Linked DNA regions of Sus scrofa: regions 1 and 3 are each linked to region 2. Evidence: chromatin contacts called from public HiChIP or PLAC-seq data. All regions are on one chromosome and are shown on one strand. The core of a region is the stretch at or near the end of the contact, and the rest is flanking DNA. Distances in the headings are between cores, read along the strand shown.

Region 1 (3,701 bases), core at 593-3,092, 520 kb after region 2:
TCTGGTGTAGGCCGGTGGCTACAGCTCCGATTAGACCCCTAGCCTGGGAACCTCCATATGCCGCGGGAGCGGCCCAAGAAATAGCAACAACAACAGACAAAAAGACAAAAAAAAAAACCCCCCAAAACAAAAAACTAACAGAGAGTCCCTTGACTCTCTCTCTTGCACTTCTTTCTGCATGGACAATCAAGGCAGCAGGTTGCCACAACTCATGAAGGCCACGTGAAGAGTGAGCTCAGTGGTTTCTCTATGGAGCAGAGTCCTCGGGAATGGATAGATCCTGGTTACTTAGTGTCGTCCACCAACCAGAATAACTGGCATCACCCAGGAGCTTGTTAGAAATGCAAAATCTTGGGTTCCACTCCAGAACTACTGAATCAGAATCTGCTTTTTTAAACAGACTCTCGAAGTGACTCATATGTACATTAAGTTTAAGAAGCACCAGGATAAACAGATAAGCATAGCTTTATCCTTGGTTTATTTGTGCTGGTCATGATATGCTAGGGCAAACGAGGAGCAGACATCCTGCCTGTGATGTTCTCTAGCTCTCAGACTCAATGTATTCCCTTTTTAATGTACAATTTAAATCCTTTTCCGAAAGATTGGTCATCCCGCCCTTGGCAATAACTCCTCCGCAATTGCACCCCGACCCCAGGTGCTCTTGTATCTGAAAATCATGGTACTGTACAACATAAACTATAAGTTTCCTTTTAGTTTTAAAATTATTTGTTTTTTTTTATCATAGCCAAACTTCCTCTGCACAGCAAAATTCCCAGAAAATCAGCCCAAGTAAAATGCAATTCAATCGGTGCAATTACCTACCTACACACACACACCCATCTGCTGTTGGGTCAGCTTTAGAGGGTGCTACCATGTCTAACTCCAAACATTTTAGTGTTTTGAAGCTGAATATGAATGCTTTTTGAGCTGATTTTTACCACCTTTGTGCGAAACCCAAACCGAAATTCCTCAGATTGAATTAAGTCACCTGAGGGAGTCTGAGTGGAAGCTTGAGCTAATGTGCCTGCACAAGTTAATGTTAACATGGAACCTATTTCCGAAGAGGTGAGGGTGCTGGGGCGCAAGGGAAGTCAGAGACACATTGATTACGCAGATCACCTATGGGGGCGTCCGGGTTAATGGGAAAACCTGGTAACATTTAAGAGATCAAGGATGCTTTCTGTGATTTAGGCTTTCATCTTATACCGAGACGTGAATCGTGCCTACCTGCTGGTGGGAGTTTTGTTGTTGTTTGTTTTAATGAGCCAGTGCTTTTAAGCGCTGTTACCTACTGGGCCGAGGTCGGCGGTCAGAGAAGGCAGAAAAAGCTATTTGTTCCCGGCTCCAGCTAACTGGTCCAGAGAGCTGCGAATATGCTCAACCCTCCCTGGGGGAAGAAACTGCGGAGGCCTGAGGCGTTTCAAAATTGAACGGTTAGGGTTATTTAACTGCACAGGGAGAGCTGTTTGCGACGTGACAACTGATGGTCTCCGGGCTCTGAGGGGACCGCTCTCGTGGCCCGCCCGCTCGCTCTCCTTAATCGCCTCTTCCTCTCCACGCCCGCCCATCCAACGCCCACCCCCAAGCCTTTCCCTCCCCGCGCCTCCAGGACTCCCGCGCTCCGCCCATCCCTCGCTAGTTCTTCTTCTCCCTCCTCGTCTGCTTCTCTTTGCGCTTCACTCCCTTTCCTTTTCCTCGCGCCCTCTCCACTCTCCCTCCAGCCCAGCCCACTCCGCTTTCTGCTTTCTCAGCCTTCAGATTCGCGCTCCCGCGGCAAACGCCGCCTCCGCTCTCCCAGCGAGGAGCCGGGTGGGAGGCGTGAGGAGAGGCTGCGCGCAGGCGCACTGCGCGGCAGGGGCGCGGGCTGGCCGGGCGTTCACGCAGGCGCGCGCCGCGCGGGCTTTGCTCCTTTGCGAGCTGCGGGGCGTTCCGCGGTTCGCTCGGTCAGAGCTGGCGGCCTCGCGGCACCATGTTCCTTCACTCGGTCAATCTCTGGAATCTGGCGTTTTATGCCCTCATGGTCTTCATGGCGACTCTGGGGTTATGGGACGTCTTCTTCGGTTTCGAGGAGAACAAGTGCAGTATGAGCTACATGTTCGAGTATCCGGAGTATCAGGTGAGGTTCCGCTTTCCCTTCACCCGGGCGCTCCGAGCCTCGAGCCCCTCCATCCTGCCCCTTCTCTGCGTTTTCCTGCCTCGGCTCCGCGCGCCTCTCCCGCCCACTCATCCCAAGCTAGCTTCTGCTTTCTCCTCCCCCGAAGACTTCGCAGTCCCCCGCGGCCCCCTTCTCCTGCCCTTTGTGTCCTGTCTTTACGGTGGGATATTTGATATCCGGTTCCCAGAGCATCCTTCCCGCTCCCGTCGAGGTGGCTCCCCAGATCCTCCGTCCCCTTCGTGGTCCCACAGCCCCAGCACCGGCTGTTCCGAAGGGCCGGGCCCGCCGTCGCTGCTCTCCTCGAGAAGTGCCGTCCCATCCTCTCTGCCGAAACCCAAACCTCACCCTCCCGCCTTCCCGCCCTAACAGGTGCCCCGGGCCCCCCTTTGCTTCTGAAGCTTTGCGATTCTTCCGCTCCCTCGCAGTAATTTGCGCGTCAGCTCTCGCTTTTCGAGAAAGGAACCGAGCTTCTGCACAGCGTGTATCGACCAGATAGTTCCCAAGGCCACCTTTGAGACTTAAGGGTTTTACCTCTTGTGAAAGGCCAAACTGATGAGTAATTAAATAGGAAGCTAGTCCTGTGACGGTTTGGCGGAGCCCCCCGTTTTGTAGGTTAGGGGTCCGTGCGTTTGCATGCATCCTGTGTTGATGCATGTCGCCTTTTCCCAGTTGCGCCCAAAAATCTATTTCATGGTGTTATTTTTGTTTTCTCATTGTGTTTGCAATTTAAGAGAGACTTCTTTCTCTCCCTCTCTCCTTCCCCACCTCTTTCGTTTCATTTTAGATTTCTTCTTTTTAAATTTTATTGAAGTGTGGTTGATTTATAATGCTGTGTTAATTTCTACTCTACTGCAAAGTGACTCAGGTGTATATATCTTTTTCATGCCTTTTTTTTATTACGGTTGATCACAGGATAATGAATACAGTTCCCTGTGCTATGCAGTAGGACCTTGTTGTTTATCCCATTTTGAATGTTTTTAATCACAGTTGATTTATTAGCATAGTAGACTCCAGGATTTCATTCATGACCAGCTGTAAACGATATATTACACAATCATCTAAAGAAATTTCTCCTGAATGATTTTTTTTCTTTCTAAACTCCTCTCCTAGTTATGGAATATATATTGGAATGAGAACTCTCTACCATAAAAAAGTATGTACTGTAATGCATATTGATAAAATGCAGTTAAAACCGTAGCAAATTTTTTCAATAAGGTAAAGTATGGAGATCCTGATTGTTTCTGTGTGCAGATCATGGAGGAGCGTATTATTTGATTATCCTGCTATTATTTAATCTTAAATCTATGTAAGGTTTAAATTGCTTAAGGGCATCCTTTCCTATGGGCAAAATTCAGATTTAGATTTCATTTGTTTTGAAATCCTTACCTTGGTTTCGCATCAGTGCTTATAAGGAAGTGGAAGCATTTGATATCAGATGCTCTTGAAGGAAGAGGTTTTAACATGTTACTGTTCTCTCTTAATTTTTATATGAATATGCCAATTTATGTTTATCAGAAGCTATATATGTAGTTAAATGTGTGAGCTT
Region 2 (3,897 bases), core at 1,303-3,802:
GACAGAGTGGTTTAGGAAGTCCTCCCAGGGTTATATTTCAGCTGAGACTTATGGATAAGGAGGAGTTAGCCATGCAAAAAGAGGAAAACGTATTTATGTACATAATAAATGTGCACATACATATAATCTCTCTCGCTTTTACAGACACACATGTATATGTGTTTATGTAAATGGAAGGAGGACAGGTAGATATAAAGCATTCCACGTACGAAGCAAACAACTGTGCAACATCCAGACATTAAAAAAGACTAATAGTGGAGTTCCCGTTGTGGCGCAGTGGTTAACGAATCCGACTAGGAACCATGAGGTTGCGGGTTCGGTCCCTGCCCTTGCTCAGTGGGTTAACGATCCGGTGTTGCCGTGAGCTGTGGTGTAGGTTGCAGACGCGGCTCGGATCCTGCGTTGCTGTGCCTCTGGCGTAGGCCGGTGGCTACAGCTCCGATTCGACCCCTAGCCTGGGAACCTCCATATGCCGCGGGAGCGGCCCAAGAAATAGCAAAAAAAAGAAAAGAAAAAAAAAAAAAAGACTAATAGTGTAACAGTAGTAGAGCAAGCTAGGGGTAGAGGATCGTGGAATAATGTTAGAGAAGGTTGGAACTGGACTGTGTTGAGGATTATGGGTCAGGAGAAATTATGCTTGACTTGGAATTTATTCTCAATGAGAAGTTATTGAAGAGTTCCAAGTAAGAGGGTGCTAGTTCATAAATCAGGTCTTCAAGTTATTTTTTAAGAGTAATCGAGTGGCCTGGTGAAAGTTCAAGTTATATAAAACCTGATTTACATATAAGTAACATTTCTTAAAGAACACTGACACTCTTCAGTTTGACTGGGAAGAGAAAATCAGATTAAAGAATGGCTGAGAACGAGTTCCCACTGTCACATCGTGGGTTAAGGACCCAGTGTTGCCACAGCTTTGGCTGGGATTTGACTCCTGGCCTGGGAGTTTCCATATGCTGTGGGTGAGACCAAAAAAAAAAAAAAAAAAAAAAAAAAAGAATGGTAAGAATGGTTGAAGAACACTCAGCCAGCAGATGAGGGGGATACCTGAGAATATGGCTTCAAAAATACAAGAAAAAGCTTTTGAAAAATTAAAGCTGTTTATAAAAATTAGATGGGTTTATTTCCAAAGGTAATGTAAGATAAGTCAATGAAAATGGTTAACTAAATGCTGCATGACTGTGGAAAAGGATCAAATACATGAACTGTATGAATGAACTTATCCCGTAGATTCATCTCTTAGACTAAGGGTGTCATGTGTTCCTGAAAATCCTTAAAAATATGTTCAGTGAATTTTAAAGGTAGTAATAATACTAACAACATTTTCTGAGTAAACTCATACACTTTGCTTTAAAGTGGTAGTATACCAATAAAAATTAGTAATAGTTACTCTGCTAAATGAAGCAGAACAGTAGAAATAAAATAAGCTACTAATTTGGCTTGTTGGTATTTAAAAAATTTATTGAATCTAAAAGTTCTGGAGCGAATCCAAATTTGTGCCTTCTCTCTCCACCCTGTACAGTTTACAACTGGAATTCATGTTAAACGTTAATTTTAATTTTCGAGCATAATGTATTAAAATGTCATTAATAAATGGAAACTACGCGGTCTAAGTATGGAATCCTTCATGTCTCCACCTCCATCACCTAACAAAAAAAACCCAACAACCAGGAAAAGTGAAGGCAGATTCTGGCTCAAGGTGTTACAGGATCGCTAAGCTCCAACAGCACGGAAAACAAAATCCACAAGTCCCCTATTTCGGCTTCAATTGAGTTTAGCAAGCACCAAAGGCCGGGGGCAAAAACTGTTAACAAGAAACTGAGAAAGCAAGTCTGGCCATTGGGCACGCTCACCGCCAGGCAACAAACTCCCACAAACCCATCAACTCGCAACTCTGGCGCTGCAGTTAACTTTCCGAGAGCAGCATAAGTAGGCCCGGAAGAGCCCAAAGGCACCTCCGCGGAGCTGCTTTATCAGCTGCTTCTAAAGTCGCTAGGCGGATGATTCACCGCCTCTCGCGAGGGCAACGAACTACAAACAGACGGGGCATCCGGAACAGGCCAGCGAGCCTCAGCCCAACGCGGGGGGGCGGGCGGGGAATGCGCGCGGCCCCAAAGGCAGCAGACCTACCCTTTCTCTCCAGAGACCGGGAAACTCATCGGGCTCGCCTATTTCACCCCAAATGACCCCGGTCCCTTTGCTCGGCAAGGCTGGGCGGAAAACTACCCCCAATGCGGCGAACCCATTGTTCATTACCTGATGTTCCGCGGAGGCCCCTGCGCAGGAGCCGGGACTCCGGTCGCTGTCGCCGATTTTGGACGGCATCCCGAGACCACCTTTCTCAAGGTTCTCTGGCCTGTCCGAGCTGCCACAAACATCTTACCGAAGCCGGTGCGCCTCTGGGACCAGGCAGACGGCACCGCCCTCCTTCCCGGGGCCCGACCTTCCCGGCGCCGGCGCCTTCCAGCCAATCGGCGGGCCCCCTGAGCCGCCAGACACGCCCCTTCTCCCTCCCAGATTGCGCAGAGCTGACGCACATTCCCACTGCCGCAGGGCGTCCTGTAAACGCGCTCGTCATCCTTCCTGCCAATCAGAGGGGGCGTAGGGCCATCGGTACCCACCTCTTTCCGCCGGCCACTCTCTAGTTCCTGCCGCGCGCTTGGGCGCCTTACGTAAGGTCCACGGTGACCGCTCACCCCCCTTCCCGCGCTGGAACTCTTCCCCGGATTCGTCAACCGCCGCGGTTCTCTTGGGTGCTGTTTCCGGTCGTGAGGCTCGCCACATGAGCGCAGCCCGGGGGCGGGAGGAAGCCCGAAATTCTAGGTGTTAGTTATGTAACTATCCAAACCGGTGAGTGCTGGGTCGGACCTGCCATCCCTGCTGGCCGTCAGTCTTGTTGTTAATGATTGTCTAATACAGTACCTGCCGTGCTTACCCAGTGAGGTTGGTGTGAGGGCAGTGTAAGGCCATGTCGTTAGGAAAGAGACTCGGGGGCGTTTGCTTTCTGCCTGTGTAGGCAACATTTTAATTGGTGTTCGTATGTGATAATGCTTTGTGCAGTTGAAATCCGTTGCTAGAAAGCATATTAAGCATTTTCCAGTACAACACAGGAGGTTCTTGTCCATTGAGGTGGTTCTGAGCTGCATCGAAATAATCCAATATCAGATTACTTTCGAATACCCAGTCCCTGCTCTTCTTGTCTTGAACTTTAAATATTGCCTCAAACATATTGCTTTAAAACACGTTTTAAAAAGTTTTATTGAAGTATAGTTGATTTACATTAAAACACATCTTAACCGTATTACTCCCCCACTCAATACCCCAGTGGTTACCAGTTGTCTACAAAATACAGGCATTGCACTAGGACATCCTACTGACTCCTATTGCAAACTACTGGTATTGTTAACTAGAAGGCCTGTTAACATTTTCAGTGCAAGACATGATGTACTTGTGTACTTAATATAAGGCTTTTTTTTTTTTGGACTTTTTAGGAATATGGAAATTTCCAGGCTCGAGGTTGAATCAGAGCTGCAGCTGTTGGCCTCCGCCACAGCTACAGCAACCCACTGAGCAGGGCCAGAATCAAACTCATATCTTCATGGATACTAGTCGGATTCATTACCGCAGAGCCACAACGGGAACGCCAAGGCCTTCTTTTGTTAAATCCAAAATTTTCTCACTGAACTCTTCCCAGACACAAGAAAATATCTATTGAATTGAGTCACCCAATTGAATAGTTTACCAATTAAAACTTATAAGGCAAATAAAGGAATTTTTGTAATAGATGACAGTGTAGAGTACTCATTTGACTTCTCAGCAAAGGAAAGAATAATATAAACTTAAAGGTGATAATAAACTCTGGTTGAGTTTTAGTAGATGACAGTGCTTCCACAAATGGGG
Region 3 (3,873 bases), core at 1,244-3,743, 640 kb after region 2:
TTTTGGTGGATGGCTGATATTGAATAACAAGAATAAAATATTTATGCAAGAACAGATTCTATGACTGGTTCAATATGTTCTATTGTAATTCGTTGTGTGTTTTCTCTGAGGGTTATGAGATATTTGTGAACCAAGATCATATCTAAGCCATTTTTATTTCTCCATCACCTAGTACAGTGCCTTGCATGTAGTGAGCACTCAGTAAATACTTGTGGAAGTAAATGTGTACTGTTTTGCCATTAGTCTCCCTCAAAGCATCACACCCCATGTCGGCTTCTCTTTTTGACAAAGGGAGAAGAGAGAGTCATGACCTTCCTGTGTACTCGTCATGCTCATCATGGTAAAAAAAAAAAAAAATCATTATTCTGCTTTCTTTGGACATTCCATTTTGATTCTCAAAAATCCGGTCCAAAAGTCTGGAAAAGTTTCTTCTTTCTGTTTTCATTACTGCTCTAACAATTCCACTTCATCTCAAAGTATGCCTCTGACTCACCAGGGGACATTATCACTTAGAAGTGGAGAAAAGAAAAACAGAAAGATTACGATTTCAAGACATATTGCTACATTCTGACCTGTAAACCAACAGTCATCTGTCATGTCATCAAGTGTTCCAAGAAGAAAACCTGTCCTTCCACCCCTTGCTCCCTGTTCCAGTTCTCCACAACATGAATCTAAGTTGTTATTTCCATATTCTAGGCAGAGCCTTCTCTTTACCTGTGACCATTTGCCTCCCTTTGCTTTCATTCTTTTACCCTAGGAGAGTTAGGACTAGACTTTTTTTTTTTTTTTTTTTTTTTTTTTTTTGCTTTTCATGGCTGTACTTGCAGCACATGGAAGTTCCCAGGCTAGGGTCGAATTTGAGCTGCAGCTGCTGCCCTGTGCCAGAGCCACAGCAGTGCCAGATCCAAGCTGTGTCAGCAACTTACACCACAGCTCACGGGAACACCAGATCCTTAACCCACTGAGGGAGACCAGGGATCGAACCCGCATCCTCATGATACTAGTCAGGTCTGTAAACTGCTGAGCCATAACGGGAGCTCTTGACTTCCTCACAAGTGCAATCCTCTGACTCCCTGGAGAAATTCAGGGGGGAACTGGCTTATAAATAATTTCTCTGGATTACCTTAACCCAACCCACCCCACTAGCCTCCCATATTTTATACCCAGATTGGGCCCTGGTGATCATTTATTACGAGAAAGAAATGCCTTCTAGCTGTGAGATATTTTTCTCTCACCTGGAAGTCCCCCTCTTGCAGGTCCTGGGCCCTCATCTGCCATCTTACAGTTGCTTTTCCTTGTCTGGATTGTCATAAAGAGTCACCAATGGCCAAGCCAGGTAATTGGTTCCTTGTAATTTGTCCCTAATCTCAGCTTCATACTGAGCTGCATTTCATACCTCTACTCCCTTGTCCGTTCCCAAGGCACTTTCACTGCCATCCAATTAAATTCATAAATGTGTTTGGAGCACAGATTACTAGGCTACAGAGAGTTCACAAAGATGTGCCAGGTAGTATTTTTCTTCAGATGTTGACAGCTAGTGTCTTTAGAAGAGGATGGCAGAGAAATAGTTATAATACAAGGTAAAAGATATAAACCATATAAAAATATAAACCAAAATATAAATAGGAATGAAGAATAGTTCTATTGAGGAGAGGCAGTATATCATATTAATTCCAAATATGGGATTTGGAGTCAGATAGATCAGGGTTCAAATCCTGGCTTTACAACATATTAGATATAGGACACTGGCATTAGGAATAACAACAACAACAAAAATACAATCCATTTTTAAGGATTATTTTGATATATGAATGTAATAAGCGTAAGACTGTACGTGGCCTATACAGTAAATTGGCAACAGTGTGCGCTAATCATAGCCAACATTTGATTATCTCTAAAAGTTTAAGAAAAGAAGAAAATTTGGGTGGGAGTTAGAGGTGGGACACAAAGTCCAGATAAACTTATTTACAGACTGAGAAGGAGCCTGGGGAAGGAGAAAGTTTGAGGATTTGTAGAAGACGGGAAAACTGATGGTGCCATCCGTTGGAGAAGATGAGACTTAGAGCATCGTTTGAGGGAAGACTAGCTTTATGTGGCAGGGCAGAATCAGCAAGTGAAACATGCACGTGTTAGAGCAAATGGTTAAATTAAGAAAAAAAATCACTACAGTAAAGATCAAATTAATTTAAAGAAAAACATTCAAAAAAGAAATGAATTGAGAGAATTTTAAAGGAGAATTGAGCGAAATGATGAAGACGTAGGAAAATTTCCTTAAAGCGCATTTTATTTCCAACTCCTTAATAAGGTTCAGCGCGAGGACCGAGGCCAGCTGCATAGGCAGCCCAAGCGCCGAGAGGGTCCTGCCCCAGCCCTGGTCCCGCCCACGCCCACGCCCCGCTCACGCCCATTTCGCCAGGACGAAGGCGTGGCCAGATGTTCCGCGGAACTCGAGTGCGGCGGCTGCGGCGCAGGCCGGACAGGTTTCCTGGGAGAACAGCGGGTCCGTTTTTTCAGCGCCCCGGCCCGGGATAGAGTCTGTAGGCTTAGCCCTTCCGTTTCTCCGTCTCGGTTCCTGGAACTGCGTATCAGAACCCCGCAGACATGTCGGGGTTCAGCCCGGAGCTCATCGACTATCTGGAAGGGAAGATCTCTTTTGAGGAATTTGAAAGGCGGAGAGAAGAGAGAAAAACCCGCGAAAAGAAAGTGAGGAGATGATAGGCCAGAATGCTGTCTACTGTCTTGTCGCCCTAATACACTTAAGAGATATGGGGACCCAGTAACCCCATTCGCTCTAACGGGGCGGGTCCGGTACTTAACAGCAGTTTCTTCCCCTGATTAGCGAAACTAGTTCTCACCTCGTCCCTGTGCTGAGCTCCCCCTTAAAACATTTCGCCCACCGAAAAGACTTTGGCTCGGTGGTAACCATTTCTCTTTTTTTCTATCACCAAATAGTGCGATTTCTCATTAGGTTAAATGAGGGGCATGGGGAGTAGAATTTGGAGTCAGTATCTTGTTCTCTTCCTAGTTTTGCCACTGTGTTTTTGTGTCTTTGGATACCTCTCTTCTTGAGGCCTCAGTTTCTTTATTTCTTGATGGAGAGGTTGGAGGTCCCGTTTTTGAGGAGTCTACTAGTGGTGTGACGTAATCTTTCACAGAAAAAAGGGAATTTTCTTGTCTTATAACGAAATCTTCACTGGTGCATTTTTTTTTTATATTTATGAAGAAATATCTGAACATTCCATGTCTTCTCACTTAACCTTAAGTCCCAGGGAAAATATTTATGAAGATCTGAACATTCCATGTCTTCTCACTTAACCTTAAGTCCCAGGGAAAACCTTAAGTCTCAAATTGGCACCTTTTGAGATTAGCTGTCGGATTCTTTCCTAAATTATGCAGCTATTAAGTGCCCCATCTTTTTGATTTAAAAAGCAAGGATACAGTGTGTAGATTAATGAAATCACCGTTTTTAAAATTACTTTTTACAAATGACCGATTCAGCCTGAAGGGTGAGACCTAAATATTCTGAAATGCTTTGACAGCATTCAAATTTAGATTCCACATCCCTTATATGTCTTCAGAGCTCAAGTTCTATAGAAATAGAAAATGAGGCAGATGCTCTGTTCTCAACTGGAAGGAGCTAAATGTGCATTTGTTTTTGAATCATTAATTTTCAACCACAGAGTCTTCAGGAAAAAGGAAAGTCATCAGTTGAAGAAAATCCAAATGACTCTGAAGTTCCATCATCATCTGGAATTGACTTTACCAAATCTCAGGACAAAGATGTCAATGAAGGTATGTTAAGATCACTTGGTATCTTCATTAGATGTTTAAGATACCTAATGATTTAGTGGAAACATTATTATTATTTTTTTT

The links. HiChIP or PLAC-seq counts read pairs in DNA pulled down with a chosen protein or histone mark.
Region 1: a contact with region 2 is called in an H3K27ac HiChIP or PLAC-seq map of alveolar macrophages. The contact joins the promoter of PGAP1 here to the promoter of COQ10B in region 2. A contact is called at or near these places in 1 of 5 promoter capture datasets (liver) and 2 of 2 datasets of contacts at active chromatin or transcription factors (alveolar macrophages and skeletal muscle).
Region 3: an H3K27ac HiChIP or PLAC-seq map of alveolar macrophages shows a contact between it and region 2. The contact joins the promoter of GTF3C3 here to the promoter of COQ10B in region 2. A contact is called at or near these places in 1 of 5 promoter capture datasets (liver) and 1 of 2 datasets of contacts at active chromatin or transcription factors (alveolar macrophages).

The regions. Positions count from the first base shown.
Region 1 is chr15:100,818,744-100,822,444 of Sscrofa11.1, reverse strand. PGAP1 (GPI inositol-deacylase) reads left to right here and starts at 1,842. Exons shown (of 27, transcript XM_021075856.1): 1 at 1,842-2,116. The coding sequence starts at 1,970.
Region 2 is chr15:101,336,667-101,340,563 of Sscrofa11.1, reverse strand. It overlaps COQ10B (coenzyme Q-binding protein COQ10 homolog B, mitochondrial), which reads right to left and starts at 2,552. Exons shown (of 5, transcript XM_001928774.5): 1 at 2,254-2,552. The coding sequence starts at 2,375. It overlaps SF3B1 (splicing factor 3B subunit 1), which reads left to right and starts at 2,546. Exons shown (of 26, transcript XM_001928794.4): 1 at 2,546-2,847.
Region 3 is chr15:100,700,325-100,704,197 of Sscrofa11.1, reverse strand. GTF3C3 (general transcription factor 3C polypeptide 3) reads left to right here and starts at 2,493. Exons shown (of 18, transcript XM_013982275.2): 1 at 2,493-2,703; 2 at 3,681-3,792. The coding sequence starts at 2,602. C15H2orf66 reads left to right here. Exons shown (of 4, transcript XM_013982266.2): 4 at 1-56.